4 separate regions of the Sus scrofa genome follow, and regions 1, 3 and 4 are each linked to region 2. A link is a contact called in public Hi-C and promoter capture Hi-C data. All regions are on one chromosome and are shown on one strand. Each heading gives the region's core, a stretch centred on a gene start, on an enhancer-like site or on the middle of the called end of the contact. The rest is flanking DNA. Distances are from core to core; before and after follow the strand shown.

Region 1 (3,094 bases), core at 26-2,525, 280 kb before region 2:
TCAAAGTTCTGAGGCTGAGAAGCCCTGACCTAATACTTCTCCCATATTCTACCAGTGATAGATTTCACATTTCAGATCTGACCCCCGTCCATTGTGGTATACACTTGTCAGACCCACAGCCTCAGCCTCCCATCATCTTTTGAACAGCCTTCCTAGATCTGGGGAAGCTCATATAAGTCTCGCCTCCCCAAGAAAGGAGTTCAGATCCTAAATTCCGGGCTGCTTTGCAGCCAGGACTCAGTTTCACTCAACCAGATGCATCCCTATGAGCCTCTGACTAAGAGGTGAGCAAGGGAGCAAGGTGAGGAAAGGGGCTCTTCTGGAAGCTTGGCATTTTGATGGTGCAAAAACATGTGGCATTTGAAGATGACAGCCATTCCCCAGTGGTTCTTGGAGCAATGACAGCAGTTCCCTCCAGTGTGAGGTGGGACAGCAGCAACAGTCCCAGTCAGGATAGTTTCCTCATCAGGCCAGTTCTTCAGCTTGGTTCTGAGCATCATTCCTGGAAGCTTAACCTGGAGTCACTTCTCCAGTCCTCCCCAGAATCCCCCAGCTATCCAGTATCCTTTCAATATGCTCTCTTTCTACTTAGTCAGAGTCAGCCTCTATTGCTCAGAACTAAGAACCCTGCTTAAATGTCTCCAATGGCTTCCCATAGATTCTAGAATGTGTCCCAAATCCTCTGCTTACCTCAAGGCTCTTCTTTATCTGGGATATACCCACTCTGTCCACGTTGAGCCACTGTGCCAACTCTGGTCACATGGAGCCACCCTGATCCTGTTACTCTTCCTCAAGCCCATATTGCCTACCACTAAAGAACCCAACTGGACTGCATCTCTTCTCTACGTATCCCAATCCCCAGGACTATTCTTATCTTTAGCATAAACAAGACACTTTTTAGGCTCTACTGCAAGAGTTGATTCAGGTACCCGTAAGCTCTGCCCGGGTAGGAACATGTCTTCTCAGCACCTAGGATAATATCTGGCACAAAGCAGGTGATCAATACATATTTATTCAATGAAGGTCAGAATGTGGACAAGCACTGCCACCTATTGGGAGAAACTTTATTCAACTCTTATAACGATTTGGAAAATGGCTATCATACAAGGATAAAACCTGATAACTCTCTTCCTTATCTAACTTACCTTCACCATCATTATTGCCAGATCCTCTGTGGTAGCCACATTCCCAGATGGCCCTTAATTATCCTTGTTTACTGGTACTCATGTCTTTGGGCTGATTCTTCCACAGCGAAGGCTTGGTTTGTGATCAACAGAATATGACTGAAGTAATGGTATGTGATTTCTGAGACTAGATCCTAAAAGACATCGTGGCATTTACCTTGGTCCCTCTGGGAAGCCAGAGGCTAAGCCATTGGGACACTCAGATGGTCCCACAGGGAGGTGCATGCAGTGAAAAACTGAGGCCTCCTGCCAACAATCATGTGATTGAGATGCTCCAGTCCGAGTCGAGACTTGAGATAACTGCAGCCTTGACATGTATCTTGACTGCAATCTCCTGAGAGATTCAGAACCATACGGCCACCCGTACCCAAATGCCTTGACCTATAGATCCCGTGTGACAATAAGCGTTTGTTGTCTTAAGGTGGTAAGCTTTGGTTGACTGTTATGCACCGCCAGATTACCAATATACTCTGACACCGATCTCTGACTACGAACTGTTTCAATTTTGCTGTATCGGGGGAAACTACTACAGCCTGGGCTCAGGCTAAGGTTTCTGAGTAGAAGGTGCCAGAGTCAGGCGCCATGGAGGAACTGGGGTAAGAACCAGGCACACCTGGGCCTTGCAGAGTGGCTAGTAGTCGCGCCTGTAACATCCCCCTCTGCGTTAACTTTCTCCAGGTCCGACTGAAAAGTGGCGCTCCAGCCACCAGCGCAAAAGCCGCGATACTCGAGCCCGGTGGCAGCCTCGGCGCCTGCGCAGTGCGCTCTTCGCCTCTCAGGGGGCGCCGTTGCGCGCCGAGTCATCGATCGCGAGTCCCAGAGTGGCTTGGCTGCGCGTAGGCCTCCAGCTGCCCCTAGCAGGGTGGGCTCCAGGGGGCGCCCTTGGGGGGCGGAGCGCTCATGTTCCCAACACAGGCCGGCAGGACGTCCGTCGCGGCAGGGCCTTCTCTCCGTTAAACCTCAGCAGCCCCATAGCGCCGGTGGTCGCCACTCTAGGGCCGCCGCCACTTGAGGCGGGAGCTGCCCGGCCCCGCCGTAGTCATCGTCGTCGCCGCCTCGGGGTCTGGCCCCTGAGTCCTCCTGGCGCCGCCATGAAGCTGCGGGTCCGGCTTCAGAAGCGGACCTGGCCGCTGGAGATGCCAGAAGCGGAGCCGACCCTGGGGCAGCTGCGCGCGCACCTGAGTCAGGCCCTGCTGCCCACCTGTGGGTACAGGTACGCGCCGCGGAGAGGCGGGGGTGCGCGGCAGGTCGGGGAGGAGCGCGGGGCGGTGCGGGTACGCCCCGGGCCGTCACGTGAGGCCGGGCGGGGAACGGGATGTTGCCGGGCCCGCGACCCTGCGACTGTGACGCGCGCCGACCGGAGGACCATCCGGCGCTCGGGCTGCAGCTCGCGGGGTCCCAGCTCCGGAGGTCATGGCTCGGCGTCCCGGGGGCCCCGATCCCCTCCAGGGTGAGCCTTCGCTTCTGTTTTTGCAGCAAACGTACACAGGGATAGGCTAGGACGACACATTCTCACGCCCTTTGAAATAGTTGGAAATTATGGATTTGGCTTGGGTTAAACCTTTCCAGCGATTTAAGTTCACATTTCCAGCTGTCGGAATATTTCAGTTTAAAAGTTTGGAAAGTACTAGAACAAGCAAGAAACCTTCCCTCTGTCCGAGGCCACCTGTGACTTTTACCGCTGCGGTGAGGCTGCAGTAGCTTTAAGACTCGGTTAAGTGTGTGTGTACCCGGCCCCGCAGTGAGCACTTTGACTTCTCTTTGCGAAGTTTTACAAAGTGCAGTGTATCTGTTTAAATAACATTATTTTCCTAGACAAGATATGTTTATTTTTTCCTCGCTGAAAACGAAGTAATTTACATTGTTACCCTTATGATGATCCTGGAGACCTTGCAGTTAGCGGGCAGTGA
Region 2 (2,778 bases), core at 89-2,588:
AGCTAACTGCTGCTAAGGTCCAAGAAAATAAATGCCCCTCTTAAGGTGGCAGCGGTGAATCGAGTTCCTGGATGGTTGCCAAGTCACGTCACTTTACTGTGCCAGTTTCCTCATCTGGAAAGTGTGAATAATACTTTGTGCTTTTCCTATCTAAAAGGATTATTGTGAGATGTAATGAGGTGAGGTGTGAAAAATATAAGGCGGGATCAATGTGTTACCGAATAATAAAAACGGTCATAGTATTAGTTATTAGCAGTTATCCATTACAGCTAATAGTTCTCCATGATCTACTTTTATCCCAGTTTGGGGTCAGTTCACCCCAAATTCTTTGCTAAAGGATGGAAACCTGTCTGCCCTAGATGGGGTTACTCCTTTCTCCTGCCCTTTCTATTTAACTGTTTTTTTTTTTTTTTTTTTTTTTTTTTTTTTTTTTTAAATAAGCTCAGGGCTTTTGCACTTGATGTTCTCTCCACCAAGACTGCCACATGGCTGAGGCTTTCATTCTCATCTCAGCCAGGATGTCACCTCCTCAGCCAGACTTCTTCTTATTATCCCATAGACAGCAGCGCCCTTCCTAGTCCTTTCTAGCTCATTATTCTGTTTTATTTTCTTCATGGCACCTTAGAAAATCACCCTATGTATTTACTGATGTATATAGCCTGCAGTTCCATAGGAGTAGTTTCTTTTGCTCATGCCAGCATCCAGAACAATGTTTGTTGAATGACTTCACAATTTACTCTGTCTGAACCCAGGAAACAATCTTTTATTACTGTTAGCTCCAAAAAGCAGATGGCTCCCTTCCATGCAGGAAAGTCAGGGATGGAGGTAAGGGGTGTAGCGGGGGTGTGTGGTGATAGGTCATCAACCTAGTTCTTTCCCCAGAGTCTGCACTCTCCAGAGAAGGTAGAGAGCCATCAGCTATCCTTTCCACCAGCCACAAAATCTCCAGGGCCAGGGCCACCTCTAACCTGCCAGAGGGGTTGGTGCTGGAGTGGATGGCAGTTGATTCTGGTTTGGGTCAGAGGCTCCCAGAGGGCAGGGTGGGCAAGAGGCGAGGGTGCAGGCAAGAAGCGGACGGGGGCGCCGCTCTGACGGCCTCTCTGCAAGCGCGTATCAGAGGCACGTCCAGCCCACCCACTCGCGTGCCCATAGCAGCATTATTCCCTATAAGGATCTGAACTGTCCGGGGGCGGCCCCGCCCCGTCGCCCCGAGCCCCCAGCCCCGCCCCCTTTTTGGAGGGCCGATGAGGTAATGCGCCTCTGCCATTGGTCGGAGGGGGCGGGCCCCGCGCTCCGGAGAGGGGCGTGCCGGGGGGACGCGCTCTATATCACCCGGCCGCCGGGCTGCGGCGCAGAGCGGGCAGCAGGCGGGCGCTGGGACAGCTTCTTCTCCTCCTGCTCCTCGGGCTTCTCCAGCTCTTGCTACAGCTCCCGCTTCTTCGCCCAGAGTGACTGCCCACTCGCCGAATCGTGTGCCAGCGCCGAGGCAACCTCGCCTCACCCCAGCCCGTCCCGCTGGGCACTCGGAGGGCGGCGTACCCGAAGCCAAAGTTGCTCCACACGGCCGGGCGGGCGAGCTCAGGCTGCAGCGACCCCGCCAGCGGCGTGTACCGCAACTTTGGAGAGGCGAAAGCAGCCCGGCAGCGGCAGCGGCAATGACTCCCTGGCTCGGGCTTGTCGTGCTCCTGGGCAGCTGGAGTCTGGGGGACTGGGGCGCCGAGGCGTGCACATGCTCGCCCAGTCACCCCCAGGACGCCTTCTGCAACTCTGACATCGGTAAGCGCTCCGGGTGTCCCCGCAGGAGCCCCCGCGGTTCTCGCTCGCGCGCTGCAGCCAGACTTGGGTGTTGCTCTGGGTGGCATGGCGAACCCCTCTCCTTTTCTCTGCCTAGGCTCGGGCGGGTTGGAGATACTCAGGTTCCTGCGGCGGGGGCTCTGGCTTGACCGAGGGGGGAGATGCCCTGCAGAGAAATCCACTGGACCAGAGTGAACCCCTTGTAACTATGCTCTTTTAGGGCGTGAGGTCCCTAATAGTCCTTTTGACATCTGGAAAATTTCCTTTTTCTCTTGGGAGGATGGGCTGGGGGAGCAAGGTGGGGAGAGTGTTTCTAAAACTTGGAATGCCAACTAAAACGCTGCGACGGTGAATCTTTAAAAAAAGAAAAAAAAAAAAAAAGAAAAAAAAAGAAAAGAAAAAGAAAAAAGAAAAAAGAAAAGTCGCCAGACTTGTACAGGGAAAGTTGCAGGAGAAACTTGAAGTTTTCTGAGTTTGCCTCATCTCCTGCACCCATGAATTTAATTCTTTTCAATGAGACCCAACCGAGCCTCACACTCCCTAGGCAAGTGCTAACTGAGCTTCTTGGCCTGACCAGTTTGGGTAGATTTAAGGAGAAAAATGAGAAGAAAGCCTTGGGGTTGACCCTCCCCAGAGAAACTGTGTTTGAGAGTGTTGATAGCAAGCAGAAGGTGGCGTGTGTGAGGGATCACTTATCATATAGCTGTGAGAATTCACAGGAAGGTTATTTTTTTTTTCCTTGAATGTGTGTGGGGAGGGGGACACAGCAATGGAAAACGGATTTGTCACCAAGAGAACAAAGATGCCAGGGGTCACATCATGGTGACTCTTTCAAATCAGACTTAGCATCTTGATTAGAGACTCGGTAAGAAGTAGAACCAGTTTTTATCAAGGGCCTTGAGAGTGTCCTGGGAGAACTTGTTTGGGAGTTTTCAGGACACTTGTGTTTGGATGGTCAGAGATGGAGTAGCAGCTGGAAAACAT
Region 3 (2,799 bases), core at 99-2,598, 340 kb before region 2:
AATACCTTAAGGGATTTCAAAGCTATCTAACAACATATGCACCAAAACCTCACAAATGTCTTCTTTCCTCACTTTAACGGAAAATAATCAGCACAAACTGGCAAGGAAGTCCAAGAGAAAGAGAGCCTAGGCTTTCAAATTCTCTGGTATTGGGCTCCCAAGTCTGCACTGGGGAATGTATCATCCTGTCAGAGGAAAAAGAAGTGAAGTGGACATCAAGTCTTAGCAGATCTTGGAGTTCCCGTTGTGGCTCAGCGGGTTATGAACCTGACTAGTGCCCATGAGGATTTGGGTTCGATCCCTGGCCTCGCTCAGTGAGTTAAGGATCCAGCGTTGACAATGAACTTTGTGGTGTAGGTTGCAGATGTGGCTCGGTTCTTTGGATCCCCGTGTTGCTGTGGCTATGGCTAGGCCAGCTGCTGCAGCTGCGATTTGACCCCTAGCCTGGGAACCTCCATATGCCGCAGATGCGGCCCTCAAAAGACAAAAAATAAAAAATAAAAAGTCTTAGCAGAGCTTCGCTACATGAATAAAGCAGGCTGTGTAACCAACTGATCGAGGCCCTTCTGTGAAGTGCATATTACAAACAAACAACCCTGCCCAGTGAACTCTCTAGGCTGTTGTGAGAAGCAAAATCGTTATATTAAAAACCAATATGTCAATTACAAAAAACAAAAACACCAACACAGAGCAGTGAATGCTAAAAATATGGTTCAGCGAACAAAGGTCTGTAAACGCTAAATAAAAGATCTGCATGACTCAGGGGAGCTAGAGATCAGTTCCAGCAACTCCACCCTGGAGACTGGCCTCCTAGTAAAAGACCACTAAAGTCTCTAAGGCTCAGGAGTGGAATGCATCTTAGGGAGCGTTTATGAGGCTTCTATGCGAAAACACTCTGCAAAGCCCAATTTCTTATTTACTCGGATTCCCTAGACTACTCCGCTTAGCTGGTCCTCTCGACTGGGGACCTCTCCAGCCGGGCGGTGGTGACCGGAGGCTGCAGGGTGAGGTGGGGTGAAAGTCGGGGGATGGGAGGAACTCTGCTGGGGGCGGGGCGGGGGCACCCCGGCGTGAGAGGTTCGAAGGGGGTCGCAGGAGGCCTGGTCAGGCCGGCAGGGAGGCGCCGCGGGTGCCGAGTCAGGGAGGCCCCGGCACTGAGTCCTGTTCCCCCGCCTCACCTGCATGTTGGGCACGAAGCCCTTCTTGATTCTCCAGCAGTTTTTATTGATCTTTTCCAAGAACTGCAGCTCATCGTTATAACTGCGACTCATGGTGGCGACAACCGCAACAAAAACTCCCGGCTTCGCTTTGAAGAGCGGCTGCCGCGTTGTCCGGCGGAACGAAACACCGCCTTCCGGTACTCAACGCGCAGGCGCGGCGGCTCCGCCGCAGGATGGGCGACGGCAGCTGCCGAGGCTCAAATCTCGTCGCCTAATCGCTTTTCTTTCTTTTTTTATTTTGGGTCGTTTCGTTAGACTGTCCTCTAGCGTTTACCTTTTTGGATGTTGACTTGTCATTCTCTTCTAATCGAAAGCTAAGCAAAATCCAGTCGTTTTTAGTATGATCTAGTTATCCTTCGTTTTGGAAGTGCTTTGCAGCCCTGGAAAACACACTGAATCTGGATCAGGTCCAACTGTTTAATGAATCCATCTGCTTGGCATTTATACCCTAGCCGTGAGGGGAAAAGAGATGCTGCAGCTGAGATAGAGAAACATGTTTAAGTAAACGTCACGATGGAATATTTGTAACGTTTCAGAATGAATTTGCGAGCACATCGAATAACGTTTCTGTCAGAAAAGCGCACTCCGAAGAATGAAACGTGACAGTTATCATTTATTCCAACCACACGGACGGGGGCATCTATTAGGGCCAGATGTGCCAACAAAGAGGGGTAAATGGCAGTCCCTGTAGACTTCCCAGTTTAGCCTTCCTTGATGACTAATTGCTCTGGGATCGTGCTTTTATACGCAGTGTCTCGTCTTCCCAGTAATCACTGAGATTTAAGTGCTTTCAATTTCTAATCCTACCTCATATTAAAGAACAGCGACTTTGGAATCAGAAAGGCTTGGATTGAATTTTTTACCTCTGCTGTTTACTGGCTTTGTGTGATTCCTCTCTTTTAACTTTTGTTTTCTTATCTGTTAAATGAGATCATAGGTCTTCACAGAGTGGATGTGGGATTAAATGAAATGACACCCTGGAAGTAATGGGCATAGGGCTTGGTAAACCCTCCAGGAAACAGCTCTCTTCCATTAACCCACGGGATTGTCAGCATCACAAAAGCAAAGTTTGTGGTTTCTATTCATTTCTTAGGTTACCCATACTGGTTCCCCTTTCTACCTCTTCTGCCCCAATTTCGCCCCATTGATTGGGTGCTCTAATAACATTAATCAAACCTGACTTATCTAGATTTAGTCCTCTGCACTGCCATTTCACTTAGTTTGGGATGGAAAACAACCTAAAACTTAAAGAAGTGACAGAACTTCCAGAGTTTCCTGTGATCACTCTGATTCTCACGGGAAGCATTTAAGAGACACCGTACTATGTTTTTAAATTAAGCCCTGAAATCTATACAAACTCAGCTTATGTCAACGTTTAGGACACTAAATTATCTTCCTCCTTCCCTATCTTATTTTATAAAAAAAATCCCAGGCAGAAAGTTTTGCAAATAAAAAGACGAAGTTGACATTGTTAGAAAACGATTTTAATTAAATACAGGGGACAGTAACAGTAAATATAAAACATAAAATCCAACATGTAGGGAAGGGGGAGCCTTAGAGAGCTGAAGGGGTTGGAGGG
Region 4 (2,907 bases), core at 282-2,781, 400 kb before region 2:
TCTCATGTGGGATTCTAGGAAGCAATCTTGGGAGAAGAGCCAGAAATCAAGATCCTAAGCTCACTCTTTTCCCCTATGCTTTCGCTGCAGAATCAATCCCTTCATCATTTCTAGTTTATGTGACCTATGCATGAACCATCTGTTGATCTTATAACTTCTTATAATGACATATAAAAAGCTAACTGAAATGCAGCCATTTTGCAAATGCAATGGACAGTTTCAGTAACTGGAAAGAATTTTTTTCTTAATCTTCCTTGTCCTCAACATACAACCTAGGAAAGGGGCCCTAAAAAGAACAGCCAAATGTAGCTATATGTCTTTGGTACACTTCTGCACTGTACTGGCCTGGTACCACAAACTACTTTCAACATTAACACGAAGCCTGCAGAATTAAAAACTTTATTTCTCTACATTACCAGCCAAGCCAGATGGGGACCAACAAAATTCAAGGTGAAGCATGGTGATGAGCTAAGAATACACTTCGAAATCTAGATCAAAATTTTATTAAATGCGCATATAACTCAAAGGCAAAGATAAAATGTTAAACAGCCAACAATCGACGTATAGCTATTTGGAACGACTACTCACACTTGGAGAAAATCAAGTTTAATGAGAGTAAACTCAACTCAGCACTACTTTCTGGATTTTTTTTGTTCCCTTTGGGACACAAATCCATTTGCAAATCGCACCTGTAACCTGCCCAATGGCACCAAAAACAAAGACACTCTCAAGTCTCATCTTCTAGATGTTTTCCAAAGATGTCACCAGCGCTGAGCCCACCAAGCTACTCACCTGTGATGCATCTGCTGGGGGCCAAATGTCAAAGAAAGGCGCACACAGGTGGCGGGGAACCGGCATCAGGGTTTGCGTTCCAGGGTCACGTGCTACCGCATCTTGCTTACAACCGCTGCACAAACGCGGCCCCTCGCCCCCGAGGCCGCCCGGGGCCGCCCAACTTCTCCCGAGGGCCCGCGGCCGCGCACCCCGCCGCGAGATGGGGCATGCCGGGGGACACCCGGGGCCTTTCCTCCAGAAGCTTCGGGAGGGGGACTGCGCAACCTAAGAGGGAGGACAAGGGCGGTCACCAAAGCACGGGAAGGATGCAGCCCACGTCCCCTTGCCGCCGGAGAGCCCGGGCCTGCGGACACCGCTTCCCAAGGGCGGCCAAGTCGCTCGCCCGGCCGCCGGCAAGGGGCCCGCAGGCCGCCCTCGCCCCGCCCCGCCCCGGCCAGGCCCGCGCGCAGCCCACCTGCCGGCCGCGCGGGGGGCGCACGCGCCTGCCCCACCGCTTTGTTCCTCATCCAGGCAGAGCTCGCCGCGGGGCCCTCCCCTCCCGCACGACCCCGCGCCCCGAGGGCCGCTCGCCTAACGTTTCCCGCCCGGCCCAACCCGCGGTCTCCTCGGGGCCGCACCCTCCAAGGCGCGTTTCCGACTCCTCAGCCACTCTCCGCGCCCGCCGCTCCTCCCTCGTGCGTGCGCCCCTCCCCGCCGGGAACCGCAAGCAGCGCCCACCGCCGGCTCGCCCCTCCCCAGCCCACCCCACCGTCTCCTGCCGCGCGTGCGCACCGCGGGGACCTGGGCCGGAGGGGGCCGGGCCGCCTGAGGATCGGCCGGGAGCGCCGCGTCTCAGTCGGCCCGGGTCGAGTCGAGCGCCGAGCTATCGACCCTGTTGCTAAGCAACCAGGGCTGACGTGTAAGGAGGGAGTGGGTTCTGAGTCCCATAAATCCCCCAGACTTCAGGTTTCAGTCCTCGTGTCATTCTCCTGTTAGGAAAGCGTAAGTCCACACATGCCCGCAAGGTTTGAAACAAGGGCCTTAACCCAGAGATGTTGGCTGTTGTTGCCCAGGAGGAATTGGGATTTTATCCCGAGTATTTGTCAACACAGGTTACACCTATAGGTTACTCAGCTTCCCTGCTTGAAGTCATAGAGTGCAGGGTTTGGGATTTTGTGTACATTTCCTTCTTCCTTTTTTTGCTCTTCGTCCCCTACTGCATGCCAGGCACTGTGTCAAGCCCTTGGGATACTGAGATGACTTTAAAGGAAAATGTTCCCAAGTTCACGGCAATTGAACATGGAAACACCACCACACTACGCTGCCATTCACCAGCAGAACTGTAGAGACCCAGGAATTCTCTCATTCCGAAGACATTTAGTGAATTACATCTCAAACAAAGGGATGCAAAATAACAGGTCTTGACTTTCGACAGCTTGCCGAGTAGTGGAGACTGGTGAGTTTTGAGAATTAGATCTTGTGAAAGACAGATGCACATACAGTGTTTTGGATGAGAGCCTGAAGTGGTGTCAACTCGTATAATCTTTCCCTTCCTTTACCTCTCATACGGAGAAAGAATATTCCAAATTGAGGGAGCTAATCACTGAACATTGGCACGTCACAATAGTTTTCCTCCCTTATTTGGCAACAATACCTAAATCAAGAAAGTCATCATACCACAAGGAAGTGAGAGACAATATCCCCTAAAATGCCACATCCATCCAGGGGCCTAGGGAATGATGATGTGTCTTATAAAGGCTAAATTAGTTCTCCCTGGTTTTCCATGCCTATTCTTTTTAAACAATTTTATTTAATTTTGGAAGTGTAAAATCAGGTCAGATAAATTTAAGAGCTAAAACTATAATGCTTACAGAAGAAAACATATGAGAAAATCTTTGTAACCTTGATAGGACACAAAAATCAGGGACCTCCAGGAGTTCCCCTTGTGGCTCAGCAGTAACAAACCCGACTAGTATCCATGAGGATTTGGGTTTGACCCCTGGCATCACTGGTAAGTATCTGGCATTGCCATGAGCTGTGGTATAGGTCCCAGACGTAGTCTGGAAGTGGCATGGCTGTGGCTGTGGTTTAGGCCAGAAGCTGCAGTTCCAATTCGACCCCTAGCCTGGGAAC

What was found. Promoter capture Hi-C pulls out the DNA fragments that hold promoters and counts their contacts. Hi-C and Micro-C count contacts between places; a contact is called where the count stands out from the background.
Region 1: a Hi-C map of liver shows a contact between it and region 2, with 5 times the contacts expected there. The contact joins the promoter of BPIFC here to the promoter of TIMP3 in region 2. A contact is called at or near these places in 1 of 5 promoter capture datasets (liver), 6 of 47 Hi-C or Micro-C datasets (embryonic fibroblasts, fibroblasts, heart right ventricle and 2 more) and 1 of 2 datasets of contacts at active chromatin or transcription factors (skeletal muscle).
Region 3: a promoter capture Hi-C map of fetal liver shows a contact between it and region 2, with 3 times the contacts expected there. The contact joins the promoter of RTCB here to the promoter of TIMP3 in region 2. A contact is called at or near these places in 1 of 5 promoter capture datasets (fetal liver), 8 of 47 Hi-C or Micro-C datasets (embryonic fibroblasts, fetal heart ventricle, fetal liver and 5 more) and 1 of 2 datasets of contacts at active chromatin or transcription factors (skeletal muscle).
Region 4: a Hi-C map of skeletal muscle shows a contact between it and region 2, with 6 times the contacts expected there. The contact joins the promoter of PRDM4 here to the promoter of TIMP3 in region 2. A contact is called at or near these places in 3 of 47 Hi-C or Micro-C datasets (embryonic fibroblasts, heart right ventricle and skeletal muscle).

The regions. Positions count from the first base shown.
Region 1 is chr5:12,525,109-12,528,202 of Sscrofa11.1, reverse strand. It overlaps BPIFC (BPI fold-containing family C protein), which reads right to left and starts at 1,275. Exons shown (of 18, transcript XM_005655521.3): 1 at 1,146-1,275. It overlaps FBXO7 (F-box protein 7), which reads left to right and starts at 2,270. Exons shown (of 9, transcript NM_001171751.1): 1 at 2,270-2,397. The coding sequence starts at 2,276.
Region 2 is chr5:12,241,159-12,243,936 of Sscrofa11.1, reverse strand. TIMP3 (metalloproteinase inhibitor 3) reads left to right here and starts at 1,338. Exons shown (of 5, transcript XM_003126073.6): 1 at 1,338-1,776. The coding sequence starts at 1,656. The region is part of intron 6 of SYN3 (synapsin-3); the gene reads right to left.
Region 3 is chr5:12,578,842-12,581,640 of Sscrofa11.1, reverse strand. It overlaps RTCB (RNA 2',3'-cyclic phosphate and 5'-OH ligase), which reads right to left and starts at 1,348. Exons shown (of 12, transcript NM_001122986.2): 1 at 1,179-1,348. The coding sequence starts at 1,271. It overlaps BPIFC (BPI fold-containing family C protein), which reads right to left. Exons shown (of 18, transcript XM_005655521.3): 18 at 2,683-2,799.
Region 4 is chr5:12,637,014-12,639,920 of Sscrofa11.1, reverse strand. PRDM4 (PR domain zinc finger protein 4) reads right to left here and starts at 1,531. Exons shown (of 12, transcript XM_005655523.3): 1 at 1,413-1,531; 2 at 793-1,059. The coding sequence starts at 803.